Regions from separate parts of the Mus musculus genome. Here all the other regions are linked to region 2. The links are chromatin contacts, called in public promoter capture Hi-C maps. All regions are on one chromosome and are shown on one strand. The core of a region is the stretch at or near the end of the contact, and the rest is flanking DNA. Distances in the headings are between cores, read along the strand shown.

The links. Promoter capture Hi-C pulls out the DNA fragments that hold promoters and counts their contacts.
Region 1: a promoter capture Hi-C map of pre-B cells shows a contact between it and region 2, with 7 times the contacts expected there. The contact joins the promoter of Per2 here to the promoter of Ndufa10 in region 2. A contact is called at or near these places in 21 of 39 promoter capture datasets (the 3T3-L1 cell line, 3T3-L1-derived adipocytes, the C10 cell line and 12 more), 2 of 484 Hi-C or Micro-C datasets (the P5424 cell line and cortical neurons), 11 of 115 datasets of contacts at active chromatin or transcription factors (Th17 cells, astrocytes, embryonic forebrain and 8 more) and 2 of 9 other capture datasets (adipose tissue and liver).
Region 3: a promoter capture Hi-C map of pre-B cells shows a contact between it and region 2. The contact joins the promoter of Stk25 here to the promoter of Ndufa10 in region 2. A contact is called at or near these places in 2 of 39 promoter capture datasets (cranial neural crest and pre-B cells), 1 of 484 Hi-C or Micro-C datasets (muscle stem cells) and 1 of 9 other capture datasets (adipose tissue).
Region 4: a promoter capture Hi-C map of pre-B cells shows a contact between it and region 2, with 4 times the contacts expected there. The contact joins the promoter of Scly here to the promoter of Ndufa10 in region 2. A contact is called at or near these places in 4 of 39 promoter capture datasets (hippocampal neurons, liver and pre-B cells), 1 of 484 Hi-C or Micro-C datasets (CD4 T cells), 1 of 115 datasets of contacts at active chromatin or transcription factors (thymic regulatory T cells) and 1 of 9 other capture datasets (liver).
Region 5: a contact with region 2 is called in a promoter capture Hi-C map of embryonic stem cells, with 3 times the contacts expected there. The contact joins the promoter of Ilkap here to the promoter of Ndufa10 in region 2. A contact is called at or near these places in 12 of 39 promoter capture datasets (the 3T3-L1 cell line, 3T3-L1-derived adipocytes, cranial neural crest and 8 more), 2 of 484 Hi-C or Micro-C datasets (CD4 T cells and regulatory T cells), 4 of 115 datasets of contacts at active chromatin or transcription factors (embryonic stem cells, regulatory T cells and thymic regulatory T cells) and 2 of 9 other capture datasets (adipose tissue and liver).
Region 6: a promoter capture Hi-C map of pre-B cells shows a contact between it and region 2, with 3 times the contacts expected there. The contact joins the promoter of Septin2 here to the promoter of Ndufa10 in region 2. A contact is called at or near these places in 4 of 39 promoter capture datasets (hippocampal neurons, liver, neutrophils and 1 more), 1 of 484 Hi-C or Micro-C datasets (uterus) and 1 of 9 other capture datasets (liver).
Region 7: a contact with region 2 is called in a promoter capture Hi-C map of neural stem cells. The contact joins the promoter of Farp2 here to the promoter of Ndufa10 in region 2. A contact is called at or near these places in 2 of 39 promoter capture datasets (neural stem cells and neutrophils) and 1 of 115 datasets of contacts at active chromatin or transcription factors (thymic regulatory T cells).

The regions. Positions count from the first base shown.
Region 1 is chr1:91,457,768-91,460,653 of GRCm38.p6, reverse strand. Per2 (period circadian clock 2) reads left to right here and starts at 1,326. Exons shown (of 23, transcript NM_011066.3): 1 at 1,326-1,481. It overlaps Gm35591 (a long non-coding RNA gene), which reads right to left. Exons shown (of 3, transcript XR_003948694.1): 3 at 2,884-2,886.
Region 2 is chr1:92,472,390-92,475,537 of GRCm38.p6, reverse strand. It overlaps Ndufa10 (NADH:ubiquinone oxidoreductase subunit A10), which reads left to right and starts at 1,780. Exons shown (of 10, transcript NM_024197.1): 1 at 1,780-1,875. The coding sequence starts at 1,801.
Region 3 is chr1:93,633,933-93,637,130 of GRCm38.p6, reverse strand. It overlaps Stk25 (serine/threonine kinase 25 (yeast)), which reads left to right and starts at 1,404. Exons shown (of 12, transcript NM_021537.3): 1 at 1,404-1,584; 2 at 1,748-1,833. The coding sequence starts at 1,804.
Region 4 is chr1:91,296,724-91,299,751 of GRCm38.p6, reverse strand. Scly (selenocysteine lyase) reads right to left here and starts at 1,414. Exons shown (of 12, transcript NM_016717.3): 1 at 1,304-1,414. The coding sequence starts at 1,356. It also overlaps the pseudogene Gm7785.
Region 5 is chr1:91,397,185-91,400,259 of GRCm38.p6, reverse strand. Ilkap (integrin-linked kinase-associated serine/threonine phosphatase 2C) reads left to right here and starts at 1,437. Exons shown (of 12, transcript NM_023343.3): 1 at 1,437-1,609. The coding sequence starts at 1,555.
Region 6 is chr1:93,477,695-93,480,610 of GRCm38.p6, reverse strand. Septin2 (septin 2) reads right to left here and starts at 1,618. Exons shown (of 13, transcript NM_010891.2): 1 at 1,543-1,618. It also overlaps a transcript of Hdlbp not described here.
Region 7 is chr1:93,510,459-93,513,384 of GRCm38.p6, reverse strand. Farp2 (FERM, RhoGEF and pleckstrin domain protein 2) reads right to left here and starts at 1,281. Exons shown (of 27, transcript NM_145519.2): 1 at 1,201-1,281.

The DNA of each region.
Region 1 (2,886 bases), core at 77-2,576, 1.0 Mb after region 2:
CAGGCAGACAGAAAGAAGTAGCTCCCACACGGAATTCTTGAATGTGGGTTAGCCGGCTGTGTACACCAGCAGCTCAGTTTGTTAGCAGACTTCTGTTGCTAATGTTTGCCTCCTTTCCATTCCTGGTTCCTAGGACACCCCAGGGGAAGATTCAGAGTAGTGGATGCTACTAGGCTTCAAGTTCCCTGGCAATGACAAATGACCTTTTTACCCTTGGAAGACGTGACAAGCTTGCCTTCTCCATCACACCTTGCATGAGTCTTTAGGTTGTTCTCTGTCAGCCTCAAACCCGCTCCGAGGAAACTTCTACTCCCTCCTTTGACCCTTTGGACAGGAGCCTGAACGCTTTAGTAGGCTTCCAGACAGTGCTCTTGAAAGAACCAAATAGCTTCAACCAAGGTTCCACAGGGGCAGGGCTGTCCTATCACTGGAGGAGTACCCTCCCCTGACTAGCTAGTGTCTGTAGCTTCCACTTCAGAAAAGCCCTGCTGTTCCAGATGCACACCCCGCTTCCATAGTTCCTGTAAGGTTAATAAACTACACCACCGCATTTGGTTAAGCTTCCCTGTAGAACGTCAGTCTTCTCTCCCTATGTGATTGAGGGCAGGAAGAAATCACTTCTTTCCTTTGTATCTCTGCACGGCAATTATGACCTTATTTCCTGAATCAACACTAACTAGCAACACGCAGTTTCAGAAACAAGAAAGGCTAAGTGGGAGTTTTGTGCTTTGGCCCATCTGGAATGACGGTCAGCCTGGGGGGCCTGTCCTAGGGTCACCCAGCCTGTCCTGGGAAGGTGCTCAGCAGCAGATCCAGAGGGGCCGTCCTATTTGCCCTCAAGCGTCTCGCCATGAATGAATGAGAGGGGAAATGAATGAACTGGGCTGGATGAGCGAAAGGTGTCAGCAGAGAGCATTCTCGGTCCTTCGGATTACCGAGGCTGGTCACGTCGTCGCAGGTGATAGGCCGGTGGCCCTGGTCTCTGCCGGCTGTGAGTTGCGCAGCGGCCAAGCACCATTCCCCCGCGCCGCAGTGGTACGCGCCACTCCGGGGCTGCACGAGCGGGCCACCGCCGTGCCAGGTGAATGGAAGTCCCGCAGGCCGGAAGTGGACGAGCCTACTCGCCCGGGCGCGGGGGGGCGCAAGAGCGCGCAGCATCTTCATTGAGGAACCCGGGCGGCGAACATGGAGTTCCATGTGCGTCTTATGTAAAGAGAGCGACGGGCGTCTCCACCAATTGATGAGCGTAGCTCTCAGGTTCCGCCCCGCCAGTATGCAAATGAGGTGGCACTCCGACCAATGGCGCGCGCAGGGGCGGGCTCAGCGCGCGCGGTCACGTTTTCCACTATGTGACAGCGGAGGGCGACGCGGCGGCAGCGGCGCTACTGGGACTAGCGGCTCCGGGCGGCTGCGGCGCAGGCCGAGCGCACCAAGTGACGGGCCGAGCAAGGGACAGACGCGCGGGTTGACGCGGCGAAGCGGTGAGTGGCGCGGCGCTGGGCGGTGGCGCGGTGCTGGGCGGTGGCGCGGACCTGGACGGCCGTGGTCGTCTTACGTAACCGGCGGCTCGGACAGCTGGAGCTGGGGTCCTGAGCCAGGAGTTGCCGACTGTGCAAACGGCTGCAACTCGGCAGAATGTAGATGGAACTGCGCGGTGACCCTTTTCCAGGTTCACACTGCTGTCCCCATTTCTCAGGTTAGGCACTGAGGTCGGAGAGATTAGTTAGGCATCTTGTCCGAGGACACAGAGACATTGAGTGATCACGACACCAGACTGAGCACGCCGACTCCCATGGTGCTGTCCAAGGAAGCCAGGGTCAGTGCAAACTGTTCCTAGGATGGGTCCAGAGGGTCCCCTAAGGAGCTGGCTTCCTGCTATGAGTTCAGAGAGTCAAGTCTGGCCCTGGGGGAAGGACCACTGGTAGGCACTGACTCCCAGCGGTGGGAAAGGGGTTAAACAGAGAAATACCCAGTGCCAAGCCACACCTGCCCCTCCCCGCCCCTATGTCAGGGAGACCACTTTGTCCACCCACTTTGATTTCCGTGGCATCCTCCACGCCAGTATTTCCTGTCTCCAGATGGACTGGGAGTATGTCAGGAGAGGGGGGAGAGGTCCACTCTTAAGCTGGAGCAGTCACATCGTCATCCTTTGAGACATACCTTGGCTGCCAAGCACAGACATGGACCAAGAGGTGGGCGGTGGCCTGCTTCTTCTGCAAGAACCCTGGTTGCCAGGGTTTCTGTAACGTATACACAAGGAACCAGTTTGGAAAGCTGATTCATACGGAACAAGGGAGCCAGAAGGCTCCCTGGAAATCATCCAGGGTAACCCCTAGCTTGAAGAGGCACAGCCACAGGCTGGCAAGCTGTACCACTGTAAAAACCAGGCCTGGCAGTCTCAGGATCTGTTTCTCCTCCTTGGTCCACATGCTTACCAGAGGTGCAAACCTGAAGGGAAGCATGTCCACTCTGTCTTAGTCTCTGGAGTCTAGGTCGGATTCGTCTGATAACCAGAGTCTGTCTGCCTCAAGGCTTTAATTTAAAAAAGTCGGTTTTGTGTGTGTGTGTGTGTGTGTTTTAAGATATGGAAAGCACCACTTTGTGTACGTTGTTGGAATCTAAGAAAGCCAGGGACTCCTTTATTTTAATGGTAGCTGTACAGTGTGCCCGAATGGAATGGTACTGTGGGTGGCTGCAGTTATCTGTCACTGTCATCTTGGTGTGATTCATTGGTACATAAGTGGCGCAGCTCAGGCTGTGTGTGGAGGCTGGAGTACTGAGCAATGAGGGAGCCCTGCATCAGCCAGCTGGCAGCTACTGGGTACCTCGGCTTACCCTGGGCTCCAGTTTCCTCATCTGAGACAGTCTCTGAGATCTGGCCCTGTG
Region 2 (3,148 bases), core at 531-3,030:
TTTGGATTTTCTGAGTAAAAATAATATAATCTACAAATAATTGTATCTCTTTTTTTCCTGTATGTATTCTTCTTCTATCTTTTGTACTTATTATGTGGGTTAGGGGTTCCTTTGTTGAGTACTTGTGAGGAAAGCAGGCCCCTTGCTTTTTATATATATATATATTTATTTATTATTTATATGTAAGTACACTGTAGGTGTCTTCAGACACACCAGTAGAGGGCGTCAGATGTCATTACGGATGGTTGTAAACCATCATGTGGTTGCTGGGATTTGAACTCAGGACCTTTGGAAGAGCAGTCAGTGCTCTTATCCCATTCTTTCTCTATTCATATGATGTTAGCTTTAGGATTTTGTGGGCATACTTTATGAAGATGAAGCAGCCACCCTGTAGCCTTTGTTGGAGCATATGTGTTCTTTTATTTTAAATGAATATTGAATTTTGTCAAATGCTTTCCCTGAACCAAGCAATCTGATCACACATAATTATTTTGGTTAGTTTGTTTTTTATATCAGTTGATTTTAGGATGACATCCCATTGCTTGTGGTGCACCACTCATTTCATGTGTTGCTGGATTCAATTTGCTGAGATACTGATATATGGAGGTCTTACATTTTTGTACTGTCTTTGACAGTTATGGCAGCATAACATGCGATAGTAAGCATTATCGCTTCTGTTTTCTGGAGGAGACTGTACATATTTAGTATCATATATTTATGTATAAAGTAAAATTCTTCAGTAAAACATACGTGCTTGGGAAATTTCTCTTTTGGGGTTGAGTGATTTTTGAATTACACTGGAGGGGAGTAGGGAAATGAGATAATGATCAGGATTCAAAAGAAATGAGGAGAGGTTTCCCCTTCCCGTATTCAATGTACTGTAAGGATACAGGACTTTCTAGAAATCCAGAAATGCGGGGGAGGTTTTGTGTTAACTACATGGAAAGTGGTCCAAACCCAACCCAGAACTCCTCATTGTCTTGGGGATCCTCTCCCTATCAGCACTTTCCTGGCTTCTGCGCACTGCACTCTTCCACCTCAGAGGCTCTTGGAGCTGAAGAGCTTTCCAGGAGGTGACTATAAAGTCGGCAGCTGTGGAAATGAGGCAGGGTGATCTGCACTGGAGATATATGGTGGTGCCAGGTCTGTGGCCACCTCAGCTCTTAGCACTACAAAAGCTCAGAACTGCTAGGTCGTGAATTGGTTGCCCCCACAGGGCTCAAGCTGATGACAGGTCCTTCTCTCAGAAACCTAGGCAGGGAGAATGTGACGCCCCTAGAACTCAGATGGGGAATGGACTCTCTCCTCAGCGACCAGAAGGGCGGGGAGCGGATCCTCCCTACAGAACTCAAACAGAAAGTGGGTCTACGTTTGGGCGTGGAGCAGGGAGACAGCACAGATTCTGGGGAGCGAGAGGATTCACCCCACAGAACACCTGGGAGTGGGGGGTCACACTTTTGTCACACAACTCAAGCATCTGCGAGAACCCGAGCTCAAAGCTGGGAGCCTCAAGGCCCAGGCAGGACTTCTAGCCCTTTGCCACTTTCATACTATAACTTGTCTAGGATCTAGGCGCGCTCCTCGCCCAAACAATCTAAGCTCAAGCAACTAGAGCGTCGACAAGCCTAAGCTCCGCCCCTTCCCTCTGGCCCCGCCCCGTCCCAGTTCCGGAATATTTTCTTTTTTCGACAGGCGCCGCGAACACTCAGTGGTGACGTCATGGCAGCGCGCCGCGGACGAGCTAGGACCCCGTCGCGTTCATGTCCCTCTGGTCCTTGAGCCGGCGCAGACGGCGAAGTCATGGCCTTGAGGTTGCTGAGACTCGTCCCGGCGTCGGCTCCCGCGCGCGGCCTCGCGGCCGGAGCCCAGCGCGTGGTGAGCGGCGGGTGGCTCTCCTTGCTTGGATCTCGGCCTGTCGGCTCCGAGCCCTGACGCTCCGGCGGCGTCTGTCAGACCCGTGAGCCGCGAGCTCCTGAGGCCTCCGCTCACAGCACCGGTGCAGCGGGACTCACTTTCCCGGCTGCATACGGAGAGCCGAGATGCCGGAGCTCCGGAGCCTGGGCCCGCATGCTCATCGGTTCAGAAACTGCTTTGTGGAACGCCTTGTAGACTCTGGGGTGACGTGATGTGGAGCAGCAACAGAGATTTGGGGTAGATTGGGGAGGATTAGGACCTTTTAGGGTGCATGCAGAATAATGGGTGACAGTAGGTGCTTAGGGGACCGTGGCTGGAAACAGGACACGTCTTATGACGGCATCATAACTTCTTTGCTTTATAGTAGCTAGAACTACATAGGTGGTAAATCGGAAAGGGGTTGACAGTCATGCTAAGGATTTTTATTTTGAACAGGAGTGATCTGTGTGTGAAAGAGGTATAGATGTGAACCAGAGAGAGACGAGGTGTGTGTGAATGTGAGCCTGGATCGGCACTGTCAGCCTAAGCCCCACTATGAATTAGCACTGTCAGCTTAAGCCTATTAGGATCGCAGTGGAGCACAGCAGCAAGAGCACAGAGCATATTCACAATCCACTCTTGACCTTGACCCTCAGAGACCACACTCCTTCCCCTGTATCTTCACATCACCCTCTTCAGTGAAGTCGTTTCATATATTCACATGTCGGAAGTTCAGTCACACCCCGTTCCACCCTAAGCTTTTCATGCATTGAGTTCATTCTTTATGCTGTGAAGTTTTATTGTTTTGCACAATGAGCAATATTATATTTTGGACTTTACAATACACACAGAGTAGTTCACAGCCCTAAAAAAAAAAAAATCTATTGTCCTTAATATTCATTTATTTCCCACCCTGTCAACTCCTGACAGCCACTGTGCTTTTGATGATTTTTGTCATTTTGCCTATGCTAGACTCGTGTAATCAGTCACACATATTACCTGACACAGTGCTTTCTTTTTTTACATAGACTTTGACAGTTACACTTAGAATTTATTTGTGGGGCTGCACAGCTGTTAAGAGTACTTGTTTCTCTTTTAACACACACACACACACACACACACACACACGTACACAATCTAGACAATATTTCTTAAGCCAGATGTTGTGGTGCACACCTTTAATCCCAACATGAGACAGGCAGATCTATGAATTCTCGGACAGCCTGGTATACAGGGAGTTCCAGACCAGCCAGGG
Region 3 (3,198 bases), core at 155-2,654, 1.2 Mb before region 2:
GCAGAGGCAGAGGCAGAACTGCTGTGAATTTGAGGCCAAAAAGGGCCACATAGAGAGTTTTAAGCCAGCCTAGGCTACAGAATGAGGTCCTGTCTTAAAAATCAAAAATAAAGGCCTACAGAGATTCCTCAATCATTAAGAATTCTTGTTGCTCTTCCAGAGGACCAGAATTTAGTTCTAGCACCCATGCCATTCAGCATATGACCCTCTGCAACTCCAGATCCAGGCCTTTTCAGATCTCAGTAGGTTCCTGTTCACATTTAACATACACATATATGTACATAAATAAGTCTTAATAGAGTTGGCCTTGCCTAATTTCAGACTTTTCTATAGGAGGGATAGGTAGGCTGAAGGCCATCCTACAGATGATCTTTTTCAGGGGCAATAAAAATATTTGCCCCTATTGTTGATGCCTTGGGGCGGGGGAGGGGAGGAAACCAAGGTGCTTCAGGATCCAGGGCAGGGCTGTTTGCTGGAAGTCTATTTTCTTCTGGGGAAAAACACAGCAAAGAAAACCTAATCAACATGTAGTAAAATTTGGCGGTTAAAGAATCTGATGCAAGGTCTTGCATGCAAGGTTTAAGGTTCCAGGATGGTGCCCAGGAAGAAAATCCACCAGAGAACAGAAACAACAAGCCTTTATGAGTTGGGGAGTAGGGACATTATGGTGGTTTGCACTGAGCCGTCATAGGAATGGACACAGTATGGAGCCAAATCTCCCTCCCGTGGAACACTAGGAGACTGCATAGAAGTGGACATTGCTGACTAGTCACTCATACTGAATTCACAGGATGAAAGGCATCTTCCAACCTTTGGAAATCCCCGCTGGACCACACAACTCTTCCCAGCGCCAGGTCATGTCCTGGGGACCTACGATTAAACCTTTTCAGATAGGGAAACTGAGGCAGGAGAGAAGCACTTGTCCAACAATGGGCGACTTTTCTAAGGGCGCGCGTGGGCGTACTCCTTGTGTGTGTGTGTTGCTAAGCGCAGACAAGAAGGTCACACTGCGGTTAAAGCTGGAGCACCAGGATATGAGGGTAATGTGGGTTCGCACTCCAGGCACACAGTATGGGTCTCAGAAGCTTGGCAAACAGAACTGGGAAAATGAGAGGAGGGCTGAAAAAAAAAGAGAAAAAAAAGCCTAGAAAACGTCAAGGCAACTGCGCACGCGCTGCACCCGTCACCGCGCGGCCTGACAGGAGGGGCAGCCCAGCTCGGGCATATCTCAAGGTTCGGATCCAATCTGTGGCGCATTTGTGCCTCTCCACTGACCGCCCACCGCAAGTTCTCCTGGGACTTGTAGTCTGTCGCCATCAGGGCCCCGGAGCACTTGCGTAACACCTCATCCTACCGCGCAGCCTGCTGGGACTTGTAGTCTCAATTTTGCGTGCCCGGGGTACGGGGCGGGCTGCGGGACTCCTAGTCCCACAGAGCTTCGCGCTCGCCACGACGCCCTGCTCAGAGCCGCTGCCTCCACCTCACGGGCTGGGAGGCCTGGGCGTTCCGGGAGACCGAATTGCGGTGTGAGCCGCCGTGGGGACTGCGAAGCGGGCCCGGAGTCCGAGATGGAGCCGCCCGGAGGTGGGCGCTGCCAGCGGGCCTCGCCTGAATGTTGGGGAGGCCGGGCACGCCCTGAGGGCGGGTCGGGGGCCCTGGGCGCGGGACCGGAGGTCGCGGGTGGAGGGACGCCACGGAACGGGTCCCCCTGGCCACTGTTGACCGAGCGGCCTGCGGTTTCTCGCAGGTGCTTGAGGCGAGCGGGCGGAGCGGCTGCGACGGACTGGTCACGTCAGCGGGGACATGGCTCACCTCCGGGGCTTCGCGCACCAGGTGAGTGTGGGCGTCGGCGTGCCCCGAGTCCGTGGTTCGCTGTGGAGCGGATTTGTCCACTTGAGGCGGGAGAGGGGCGGAGGCCGTCTGCCTCGGGGCGCGTCTTGGGGCCGTTGGAACTCTGGCCTGTGCCGAGCCAGCGCCTGCGGAAGACGTGAGCCCCAGGGAACGTCTGCGGGGCGAGCGCTTCTGCTCGGGAGCTGCTGGGGGCAGGTGCAGGAACCTGCCCTGGGCACAACCTGCTTGACCCAGGCTCGGAGCACCTTCCCAGAAGATGGACTCCACCTTCCTTGGCTAACGGGATGGAACCCCGACACGGGACCGCACAGGAGATGAGGGCTGCGTAGGGTCAGAGGGTTCGGTGGTTTGCTCTCTGGACCCCCTTTCTCGCCTTTATTTTATTTGTGGTGTTGTTATTTCAGAGCAATATGACAGACAGCTAGTGAAGTGGAATGAGCTGCCTTGGCGGCTGATTTTCCTCTGGCTTTAGCTGTGGGATTTGCGTTTTAAGGGCTTGGTTTAGATAGGCTTAGGCTTGACAGTTGCACAGTGAAGGAATCAGTTCCTGAGGACAGTGCAGCCGCTCACCCCACCCCACCCTGACCCCCCTTCTCCCTGCATCCTTGAGAACTGGTTGTGTAGACAGGAAGCATGTCCGTCCGCTGCTTGTGGGCAGGAATTGGAGGCAGGGCTCCTTGGAGGAAACCAAACCAGCCTGGAAGACTACTCACAGCTGTTGGGGAGGGCTTTTGGCCCAGCTGTCACAGATGGGATCCCGAGCTTGCTAACTGATGCTGAATTAAGCTAACACATTTTTAATACATTTTGACATTTCGCCTCTAATTATATAACATACTAAGAGAGAGAGAAAAAAAATCTGCCTCTAGTTTATTTTTAAGAGACTTAAGCTTAGCTTATGAAGGTCCCAGGATGACAAATTGGAGCTATGAATTGCGAAGGAGTACAGTAATGATGGCTAGGGGACCTTTCTCAAAGAGAAAACACCCTTTTTGTCTTTTTAGGGGCCTGTGTCCAGCCTAGACATACTTGGCTTCTGAAAGTGACACAAAACCTTTGTAGGGCTGCTTTCTCCCAAGATGGCTGCCATAGAGTCCTATGAAATTGCTCCTTTTGTGTGATAAGGCTTGTACTTTCCCCCTGTAGCCTGTGCTTCTGCCTTAGATTACCTTTTACCCGGCCTGTTCCTGCCCATCTCTGGAAGGACCAGATGGTTCTGGGCAAGCACTGTGTGACTGTGTGTGGTAGATGAGGGAGGATGTGTGCTGAGTTGTTCCTCTTGTTTTGGAGAGGTGATACACAGCAGGCATGTTGGCAGAAAGGCCAGAGGCTGTAAGTATAATATCC
Region 4 (3,028 bases), core at 165-2,664, 1.2 Mb after region 2:
ACCCTCCCTAAGGAGAGTTATCTGCTTGTGTTCTCACCAGGGTCCCAGACCTTCGGAAATCTCTATGGTAGGCAATCGGGCCTGAAAACAGTCATTATTTCACTTGGTTTTACATCAAACCAGTGTTCAAGCCGATGCAGTGGTGAGCCAGCACACACTGCCCAACTATGTCCAGGGGAGCACGGCAGAACAGGCAGGAAGAAGCTTTCATCTCCTATCTTTGCTTTAAGTGCCACGCAGTCACCTGATCTTGCAAGGCTGGGCTTTGTAATGTGGACCTACCTGACCACCCTGGGGCTGGAATTCCCATTGCCGCAGGCTTTGCCTGTGTCCCAAGTCTGTTCCTTCCTAGAAATAAAGAGCCCCCAAAGTGCTGCACACCCATAGGCCTGCCAAGTGACTGGTTTTCCCATCTATAGCTTGGCCGAACTGGTTTATGGTTTGCATTTTATCAGCGATTGACTCTGTTATTAGCGGGCTTCCTAGAGAAAGTGAAACTGCTTAATAAACGTCTGGTATAGGCTCAAGCCACCAGGCTTAGGCCTTTATGAGACAGGTTCTCACTGTGTGATCCAAGCTGGCCTCCAAATCACAATCCTCCTGTCCTCAGTGTTGGGATTATAGGCAAGTTCCACCATATCGGAGAAGGCAGGAGTAGCCTGGACTACATATCGAGGCCTTATGGGGCTGAGGTGGAGGAGGGACCGGGGGTAAAAGAGAAAAGAGAAAGAAGAAAAAAATGAGATGGGGATGGAGAGGGGGCTTCTGGTATAACACATTCCTGGGTGGGAGAAGGCTGAGCCAGGACCTCCGGTTCCTTGCGCGCCAGGGGAGGAGGTCCCACAGCCCAGTGGACAGCAAGAGAAGGCAGGTCTCCCCCACTGTCCTGGTGCTCCTAGGGTTCCCGCCCCAAAGCCCACTTTAAACCTTCGGGTGGTCAAATGGGCCCCAAAGTCCCGTCCCCCCCCCCCGTTCCCCCCCGTCCCACAGCCACGCCATCCTAGACTCTAAGCAGCGGCGATTCTTGTAAAACGCAGATAATCGCGATTCGGCTGCCAGTTCCAACCTCCAGGAAGAGCCCATTCCCTGGGAAGAAGCCCGAAACGCGGGAGGATGATGTGGCCACACTCGGCACAGTTGTCACCCGTGGGCCCCCTTCTGCCCTCAGCTTGGGCGGTAGCCTGTTCTCTCCCGGTTCCTGTGGCCGGACGCTTCTGCGTGTCCCTTCCTCCCGCCTCACCATACACTCACTGAGGTCCCCCAGGTGTCCCTAGGCCCTGCGGGCTCCTTGAAGGGAGCGCACCTGTCGGGTAGGCTCTCCACACTGCCCAGCGCGCCATTTCGCGCCGCGTCCATCCCCCTGATCGCCGGCAGGTCACCCCAAGCCTGAGCGCCCCGAAGTCTCTGAATGGGCGGAGCCTCGGGTCCCGGAGTATCCGCATTGGCTGCGCTTCGCGCTTTGGCCAATCTGTGAGCCGCACGGGCCCTGCCTCCGCCCCTGACTGGTTGATTGGTCATGTGGGGTCAGGTGGCAGTGGGACGGAGCTGGAGACTACCTTAGTAGGGCCACCGCGCTGCCGGTCCTATCTAACCGGTCATCGGCAAAGCGCGCGCCGCTCATGGCGAGTCATCTGGGTGCTCCAGCTACTGGCACCGTGCTCTGGGAGCCCACCTCCCTGGGCTGTCACTAGTGACAGAAGGACCAGTGACTTCACCGGTCGCCGCAAAGTTCATGGAAGTAAAAGTGTTAGGATGCGCGGTGCAATGAGAGGCACCGCAGCAGCCAAGACTGAGCGCCTGGAAGGGTTGGCGGCTAGTGCTCGCTGGACATAGGATACCCCACATCCGCCTTCGCGAATGATTTAATTGCCTGAAATTAGGAAGTTATGTGTTGATACTTTTGAGGCGATCTAGATCAGAGGTGAGCTAAGCAGGGCTGTTAAAATTATGGAAGGTTATAGTCACTAGGCATGCACATGGTGCTCGTATGTAAGTGCAGACAGACGCATAAACAGACTCATACACATAAAAATCTTTTTTTAAACAATTGAAAGGCGTGAAGCAGGACAGTAGTAGTACTGGCCTTTCATCCCAGCCCTCCAGAGGCATAAGCTGGCCAATCTCTGTGAGTTCGAGGCCAGCCTGGTCTACAAAGTGAGTTCTGAACGTGTGTTTTATTTTTTATTTTTCAAGTATAATGCTAACTTTATTGTAAAATGAGATTCTCTGGGTGAAGCATCAGCAACACTAGTCCTGCCTGCCATTATGTGGATGAAAACAGCTAGACTTCTGTCTGTCAGTGAGACAGTAACAAGCACTGGATAGACATTGTAAGAAAACGGTGAACATGGCAACCGCTAATGCAGAGTGAACATTACCCAGCATGAAGTCAGTGAAAAACTGAACATGACTCTCATTGTATGGATTGAAATAAGAAAAAGAATATGGTAATTTTACCCATTACACTTTGTAAAATCAGAGACATGAATTTATAAGCAGTGCCTTTAATAAAGACGGTAATTTAATTTCAAATAAATATATTTGCTTTCTATTCCTTTATCGTGTATTTTATTATGTTTCTAGCTGGCAAAACCCACCCGATTATTGAACTCAGTAATAACCCAATCCATGATGCTCCATCTGTCATACATCTAACTCACTTTACATACACTGCAAGTTCACATAGCATCCCTATAAACTGCTAGAACCTCCCGAGCCCAGTGTGACTGGCCTTTTGGACAAGGCAAGGGAGGGTCCGTCTGAGCATCCTCAGATTCAGCCTGCTCTTCCCACAAGTGCCAACAAGGGGCAGCTCCTAGCTCTCCTGCTCCTCGTAGTGAGCGTAGCCACTGGCATAGGTCCTTCCTAAATTCAAGTTACTGAACAGATCTGATGACTCAGCATTTGAGTCCTTCCCATCTTCTTCCTCTTCATCCTCTGCTTCATCCTCCTCCTCCTCATCATGGTATCCAGTATCTCCATACTTGTCCGACGCATCATACCCTTCTTCTCCTCCAGTCTGCCTGCC
Region 5 (3,075 bases), core at 188-2,687, 1.1 Mb after region 2:
AGATTTATATATAGTCCTAGCACTGGGGAGGTAGAGGCATTGTGAGTTCAAGTCCAGCCTGGCCTACTGAGCAAGTTCTTGTCTCCACAAAAGATTTTATTTAGCAGCCAGAAGTTGAGCTGTAAACCAGGTAGAGATGGAGTAATGATTAGAGATGTCCATACATATGAGGGAAAGACAGGCCACATGGCAAACACTGCCAGAATTCATGTGGAATGGTGGCCGACGAGTCTATTTGCAGGAGTGGGAAATCAAGTTTAGTGTGGTGATTTGAATATGCTTGGCCCTCAGAGTGGCACTATTAGGAGGTGTGGCCTTGTTGGAAGAGGTGTGATCTAATTGGTGGAAGTGTGTCACTTTAGGGGTGGGCTTCAAGACCCTCCTCCTACCTGCCTGAGGAAAGTCTGCTCCTGGCTTCCTTTGGATGAAAATGTAGAACTCTCAGGTCCTCCAACGCCGTGCCTACTTGAATGCTGCCATGCTTCCTGCCATGATGATAAAGGACTGTATCTCTAAACCTGTAAGCTAGCCCCAATTGTTGTCTTTTATAAGAGTTTCCTAGGTCATGGAGTCTGTTCACAGCAATGGAAACCCTAAGACACTTAGCAAGAGCTGCTTTAAAAACATAGTGATATCAAGTTGGGATGGGCTGAGAAGTGTATGAGATATATGGACAAAAGACAAAGTGCTGTTATTTCAAAATCCTACATCTGTCAAGGAAGAGACAGTTCTGTCTGAGTGCAGTAAAAACTTCAAACAGTGGCTTGGAGGTCAGCTGGGTGGATCCACCTATTGCAGCTAGAGAATATCTGGTCTACATTTGCAAGGAAGCAATGACTTGTTACCTACTGCACCAAGAAGTCCACACAACACTGGCAAAAAAACCAAAAACAACAACAAACAAAAAAAACAGGTAAGGTGGTGTTGGAAAGGGCTGGTAGGATTGGGGTGTGTAGTCAATAAATTTGGGTACCTTTAAGGAAGTGAAGTCTTTGTGGATTGTATGGTAGGAAGAGGAATTAATTCCATGAGTGGCTCTTTTCTGAGACCAGGGAAAATACACAACACAACTTTGTAATTGGTAAAGCGTCATAAATTTGGTGGCTGAGATGAGGGATGTTTGTCACTTTTGTGGCTTGGCCAGTGATGGTGTTTTTTTCTGGTCTCTATCCCAGTGGGACAGCTGAGACCCCGCTGGGCGCCATCCTGCTCCCGGGCGGTCAGAAGGTGCTTTGCCTGCTCGGTCACACAGGGAACAGTGGACAGGTGCAGACCCGCCTCTCCGGCCAAAAGCCTGTCTGGATGTCAGGCTCGGCGCCACTCCTCCCTTCTTTCCGGGGAAACGCCATAACAATTTATCACGGGACCTAATGCCCAGGCCAAGAGCGCCCGTGCGCTTGCGCAGCCCACCCCCGCCCCGCCCCCGCGCGTAGCACTCTGGGGCGGCGGCTGGGCGGCGCGCGATTGGCAGGGTCTCCCGCGGTGAGTGACGGCGCCGCCGCCGCCGCCGCCGCCCAGGGTAGCGCGGAGCCTCCGCTCCACTGCCCCGCCGCCATGGACCTCTTCGGGGACCTGCCGGAGCCCGAGCGCGCGCCGCGGCCATCTGCCGGTAAGCGGCGCGGGGGAAAAGGGCGGCGCCGGGATGCGCTGCCTCCGCCATCTTCGCGCCACCGCCGCCTCAGTCTCGGCCTGTGGCTCCCGAGGCCGCAGCGACCGCGCGGTCCCTGTCCAGGCCTCGCGTGGCACACGCACGAAGTCCCGCGCCGAAGGGTCGGGGCACTCTGGCTTTAATTTGGCTACAGCAAGACTCCCAGCGGAATGTCCTGGTCCCGGGCCTGTTTGCGTCCTGGAAACCCCGAGAACTTAACAAGTTTCCGACTTCCAGCCCCTTGGTGCGGGGCGCCTGCACAGCCAATGCAGGGCGCTACGGCTAGATAACCGAGGCCGGGGATGGGGGGTGGCGTCTGCAGCCCACGTTTTGGGAAGGTCTTTGGCACGGAATAGGAAGGTGAAGAGGACCCAGCCTTTGCCTTCAGAGAGTTCAGTTCTGATCGCAGAGGCATAGGTTAAAAACCGTGGGAAACGCCAAGCGTCCGGAGTAACGGTACCCGAAGACTAGTGAGAAAGACCTGGGAAGGAGGCGGCCTTTAGCGAGGGCTTCGGCTGATGGTTTCCAGAGATTCTAGGCAAGGAAACAATGTTCAAAAGTGGGAGGGCTCAGATCTCCAGCTTGGCAGAGCGGGACGGGCTAGCATGGAAGAATGCTGGAGCTTGGGGTTATGAGAAGGTATTGACCTGTCCTCTTCACACCTGTGCTTTGGTTTTTAACCTGCGCACCTCCAGACTCCTGAGATGCTTTGTAGTGTCCTCTTTTTGCAGTTGTTCCTGGTAGTGGCACCGTTACGTACCCCCACCAACCACTCTGATGGTACAGAAGCTTCTAAGTAACTAGGCCTTGAGACTGAGTTTGATTCAGCCATGCTTTTTGAAGATAACCACCGTTACAGTTGTGAGTAAAGCTGGCCTCATACAGGCAGCCTTGCATCTGTCACTGGAGTATAACCTGTGTCTGAATGTGCTCGGACCAGAGTTTGGATTGCCAGATGTGCCTAGAAATCTGTCATCATTAGTAGTCCCTATTGCTTTTTATCCAAAGTTATTTTGGGTCTTCTCCGTGGTCAAGGCTCTCTTGACATGACCTAAAACCTTAAACTCAACTTGGGACTTAGCAGATACATGCGTTCCCCATGCCCCTTCCCTCCCTCCCTCTCTCCCCCTCTCCCCCCCAAACATATTGAGTAATCTGAAATAAACTCACTCCTATCCACTACAGGGGGTGGGGGAGACACAAAAACACATTCCAAGAATAATTATGTGTTTTGAAGAAACTGAGGTCACAAGACTCTTGTCTTGTTTTCTCACAGGCACTTAGAATTCTCCTCACAGGACTCCATTCTCAGACCATGTTCCGACACCATACTTTGCTTTAGTAAATGGTGTTGGTTGTTATGTAGTCATAAGAATAAGACTAAATTGCATACTGACCCTGCTCATGCATGGGTAAGTATAACAAAT
Region 6 (2,916 bases), core at 369-2,868, 1.0 Mb before region 2:
TACATTCACGATTGATAATAGAGGGAGGCCCCACCTCCTTTCCCTAGGCTACCCAGCAAACCCAGAAGGAGAAGCTCTTGTTCTTTACTGACCTCTGGTGCTCTGTAAAGGGGGGGGGGGGGGGGACACTAGGTGGAAAAATGATAAAAAAGGATCAGGACAACTTTTAAAACTAAAAAAATCATCCCCAAAATTAGATATAGCAGCACACACTGACAGTTTGAATGCTGGGTATTGCAAAGAATTCCTGAATGGCAACTACCAGAAAAGCCATTGAAAATAAGGAGTCTCAAATTAGAAGCATCATGAAGAAACAGCCTTTATGACCTCTTCAAAACTCCTGTTTTTCCTTATGTTAACAAGACGGATTTTAAAAATGTATCTAAGATACTAAAACAATTTTCACTACTAAGGAAAAAAAAAAAAAAACAAAAAACCTAAGTTTTTTTTCTAGACAGGGTTTCTCTGTATAGCCCTGGCTGTCCTGGAACTCACTTTGTAGACCAGTCTGGCCTCGAACTCAGAAATCCATCTGCCTCTGCCTCCCAAGTGCTGGGATTAAAGGCGTGCGCCACCACGCCCGGTTGAAAACCTAAAACTTAAATCCCTTGATAGACAGTAGGGACCCCAATATTTGACGCCAGAGAAACACTTAAACCGTCTAAAGGATATCGAATCCAGTGAGAGTCCTAACTAATAACAAGCAGCGAACAGGAACTACACAACAGATAAACATTAGACAGAGAATGTTCGAGATTAACTGCGCTCCAGACACGAGGAGTAAACTGGGTTAAAACCAGCCATAGAGACCACAACGGTCTGAACTAGAAGTTCTATGTGTTGAAAGTCTGGAAACGTAGTACAGGACAAGGCAAGGCGCCACTAACAAATGAGGCCGGAAGATACAAAAGGGCCAGGCGTGGTCTGGGCCTGCGGTCCGCTTCAGAGTTAGACTTCATGGCTTCTCAGTCAAAGGCCTCCACTCCATGCTCCCTTTCCCGTGTCACTTACAGGGCTGCAGCCCTTTGTCTAGCGTCGCACTACCTCGGGGAAGGCCACAGCAGACAAACCACTCCATAACGCTCCTGTCACTGCCTTAAATTGGGGAACTTCATTAACATCCCAGGGTGACTAGTCCTTTTCATCCCTAGGACGAAATGGCACCGTTACGTGGGAAGATGGCCCCGCAAGTGCTTCGTAGATGTGAACCTAACGCCCGACTCTCCACCACATAGTATTTGGACTGTGCGCCATAACTTCACTGGGCCCAGCCACGCCCGCCCCAATGCCCTGGACCTGGCCAGCAGGATCACCCAGATGGGGGCCGCCCGTCCAGTTGTCCTCGAAGGGACGACGCCAGCCAGGCATCCATCGCTGGAGCCCCGGACTAAGGGTGCGGCCGCCCCTCCCCCACGCGCTCACTTCCGTACCCGTTATCACCGCCTAGGCGGCCCGGGCGAGGGCAGAACTCTAGCCCTTTCTCAGGACAGCCAGCTCAACTCGAGCCCGCGCGACAGTGGGTACACATTGCCACACACTTACCCGCTCACACGCCGGAGAACGCTCGTCAGGCGAGAGCACGGACCTGCCCCGCCCAGTAGAGCGCGCGCGAACAGATGGCGTCATCGCGCCGTCCCGCCCCTTGCCAACTCCTTCCTGGGCCCCGAGTAGTCCCCTCCTCCGCGGTTGCATGCAGAGCGCAAGCGTGGACGCGATCCTGCCGTCCGCCTCTGCGCAGGCGCTGTGCCCCTCCCACGGCGGTTGGCCATATAGAGGCTGGGGGCGGGGGGAGGTCAAGCGTAGCCTCTTCTCCTTTACCAAGATGGCGTCTTGTTCCTGTTTCGCCACAGTTCCTACCTTATGAGCTTGGATTCCTCACGCTAATAAAAGAGGAGCAGGTAACGAGATTCTCCGCTTTATGGGAAACTAGAGTTGTGGGAAGGATATTTACTAAGGAGGAATAAGGTGTCCATTGAGAGCGAGAGACGACCGGGGGCGGGCAGGTGGCAGCGTGAGTGCGGAGCAGTGAAGGGGAGGGAGCCCTTTGCCTCTATCCTTTCCTCCTGGAAGATGGCGGCAGCACCGAGCTAGGAACACCGAGCCGGGATAGGCGGGCGCTTGTGACTTGCCGGCGGGCATCTCTAGCCGCCTCTGCGGCCGTCTCTATGGCGGGCTGTCGTCCCGGGATTGGCTACGTGCTGGTCACGTGGGTCTCCCCCCCCCCATGCACACCATAGAGTGGTGCCTGTCCCTGGGGACGTGGCCTTCCTGTGTGGTCGTGAGCCCATGCCCCGCGGGGGAGGGCGGAGCCGGCACGGCCCCCTACCCTCTTTCAGACTGGGGCGGGCGGAGAGATCTGCGGCATGCCCTGCTCTCTGCGACCGGCTTGAAGCTGGCTGGGAAGGTGCAGTACTGGGCTGCGGCCTGGCTCGGGTTGTCCTTCCCTTCAATCGCAGGAGGTCCCCTGGCTGGTCAGCGATCGTAAACTCCTACCTTAGGCCTTTCACCAAGGCCTTTCTATAGGAAAACACCCTAGAGTACCTCCCCAGAGAAGAAACAGCAATCGCGCAACCCTAGTGGGTGATATGCACAGTGTCGGTATTCCGAACTGTTCTGACACATGCCTTGTTGTGAGGGAGTGGTTTTTTTGTGCGTTATTACTTTGAGTAAAGTATCCCAGTGCTCGAGGCTACACTGCATATCCTGTCTGAATTAGAAGATTGGAGGGTCGACTGGGCATGTGTTTGCATACGATATAACTGAACCAAAGGAGACTGTCTTGGGTTTTATTATCTTTACAGACAAGGATAAAGCATGGGGAAAATTGGAGGGTTATAATCTTCACTTACAACTTGGCTCGCCCTTCAGCTTTGGGTTTTGCTAGTCACCTTAAGCTCTCAAACAATGACTTCACAT
Region 7 (2,926 bases), core at 32-2,531, 1.0 Mb before region 2:
CAGCCCGGGCTATGGAAACTGTCTCAACAAAAAACGGTGGGGGACAGGGATATATGAAAACTTTAGAACTGACAACGAAACAGCCACAAAGCGCTTCACAAATGCCTTCCCACGTCCCGAAACTCACAAAACTTTTATTTGGCCTACAAGTAAAGGTTACTTCATACCTCCCCATTTCAAATGACCTTTCCATCTTGCTAACACTGTGAGAATCTGTGCTGCTGATCATAATGCCGTCTCCACAAGACCGACTCTAATTCGGTGCTACCCACTAATTACCAAATATTTTCACAGTGGCCCAGTCAAAAACACCTCATGGAAACAGAACAAAGCTAGGGAGAAAGGCCACCCCTTTAAAGATTCTGTCCGGAATCTTAAGGCTCTCCATTCTTTCTCAGCACGGTGTATCGACATTATTTCCTTCACGAATGCCTTGTTTTCATTTCAATTTTTCATCACCATTACTGGGACATGAAAGAGTTTAAGAAATCACTGCCACGTGTGTAAATGGCAAAGGTGCTTATAATCTCGGATGAGTAAAAGGCAGTGGGCCAGTACTGTTTCTAGATCTTAGCAGAGTAAGAATATCCGAGTCTCAGTTCTGAAGGAAAGGCCGAGAAGAAAAAAGAATGCCCTTCTGGGCTTTCATTTGTGGCTCCGGGTGCTGCTTCCCAAGGTGCTTTGTAGAGCACTGGCCTGGGGGTGGGGGCGGTCTTCAGCAGGACATTCTTGTGGCCCTTAACCCATCACGGGACACTCAGTGTCCACGAGAGATGCTGAGACTCTGATCACCCCCCTTCCTCGACAGCTGGTCTCCACGTGTGCTGTTCCTGTCCTCAGTACTCTGCTGACAGCCTGGCTCCTTGGAACTCTGCAGCTCTCAGCCCTCCCCAGACTGCCCATCTACAAAAGCAACTCTCCAGCCAGTCCTCAGCGGACATCCAGACTGGACCCGAGACTCTCCCTCCCTTCGCCCTCCACCGACAGGCCGTCCACAGACGTGTGTTGTCAAACGCGGACTCTGGCGCGCCTCACGAAGGCCTCAGAGCCGGGCGTGGACTTTCTCTGGTGGACGGCCAGCCTCAGGCCTGGTCCGGCTCGGGTTCCGCTGAGGTCCGGCCAACGAAGGAAGCCCATGCCCAACCCAGCGCCCCTGCGCGGCTCGCTCCCCTCCCCCGCCCACGGCCGCCGCGTCCTCACCGTGCCACACCGGCCTGCGCCGCCGCCAGCCAGGCCTCCTCCACGTCCTGCGCCCGCGCCGCCCGATCCCGACAGCTAGCTGCTTCCCCGCCCCCGCCGCGCGTCCGCCGCAGCCCCGCCCCCCCGCGGACGCACCACCGATTGGCCTGCGGGCGGGTCCTCCCGACCGGCGCCTGCGAGCGCAGCACCTAGCTCTGATTGGTGATCACATGGGACAGGGCGGGGCGAGGGAGCCCCATAAAGTCAGAAGCAAAGCTGTGCAGCTTCTCCGCGGGTGCAACAGGGCTTCGGCGGGCTGTGCGTGTCCTCGGCCCTGGGAGGGGCTTTAGGACCTGAGGACTCTGTGCTGGGTGGGACTTAGGAAACCCGCGAGTTCTCCGTCTTAGTCTTCGCTTTGACAAGGCGACGGGAGGATTCTATCTTGGACGCAGCTTTGGAACAACGGGAGGACTACCCCAGACCTGGACTCTGGAATGCGGGTGGCCCTGGGCGGGACTTTTGGCACAGGGGCGGGTCTCAGCCTACAGCCTGGCTTTGGCAAGCAGGGCAGCCCCGATTCTGGGTGGGGCCTTGGACTTCAAGCTCGCGGGACTATTCTGGCATTCAGGCCTCCCTGACTACTAGGCTCTTTCCTACCTTCCATCCGTGGTGCCCAACCAGGGAATAGTGGAACCGTGGTCTTTAGGCACCAGCTGTTCCTAAAGGGACGCTTTTGAGGTGCAGGCTACGCTAAGAGTCCTCGAAGCCCTCGCGGTTCCTTTCTGGATTTGAGGCTTTCTGGAAATGAAAAATGGTGAGACTGGATTCTGGTCCTTCCACTTCAGACTTGCAGCAAACTCACTTTCTTCTTCCATTGGTTAAGCGAATGGGCCTGCAGGGAGCCAGCCCTTTGAACCAGTCTAGGCTAAATAAATCCACACAGGCCCCCAAGCGATTCATATAGAACTCTAGCCTTTGGCAATAAGTCCTTAAGATAAGCAGGGAGGGCCTCAGCCCACTGGAGGGTGGGTGGGTGGGGGGGCTCTCTGCTTCTCCAAGGCAACCTAGAAGCTCAGGCTGACTGGGTCTGCAATTTTAGTAGGCTTCCCAACTTCCTCCACCACCTTGGCTATCCCTTATTTGTAACCAGCCACTGCCATAGCCACTGACTGTGATGTCCATCATTAAGAAAAGGAACTGGGCCGGGTGGTGTCGCACGCCTTTAATCCCAGCACTTGGGAGGCAGAGGCAGGCGGATTTCTGAGTTGGAGGCCAGCCTGGTCTACAAAGTGAGTTCCAGGACAGCCAGGGCTATACAGAGAAACCCTGTCTTGAAAAACCAAAAAAAAAAAAAAAAAGAAAAGGAGCTGGACTGGACAAGGCAAGAATGAGGTTTGACATGAGCAACCTAGTGATTTAGAGAGCAGGAGCCTCATTTCCTAGTGTCAGTACGCTGCTTAGAGAGCAAGAGGATGAGAAAGACTCCGATAGTACTGGGTGGTCAATCCAGGGGTCATGCTGACAAACCGGAGTGAGGCCAGGCCGAAGAGATTGATCATCCACCCAGATTAGGATAAAGTTTGGGGTTATGTGGCTCTGCTCCCTTTATGAGTCCTGAGATCAAACTCAGGTTTGATCACGTTATGAGGCAAGTACTCTTAGCCACTAAGGCATCTCACCAGAGCAAATTCAGATTTTTAAAGTCACTTTCCTGGGCTGGGGAGATGATTTAGCTGTTAAGGGCTGC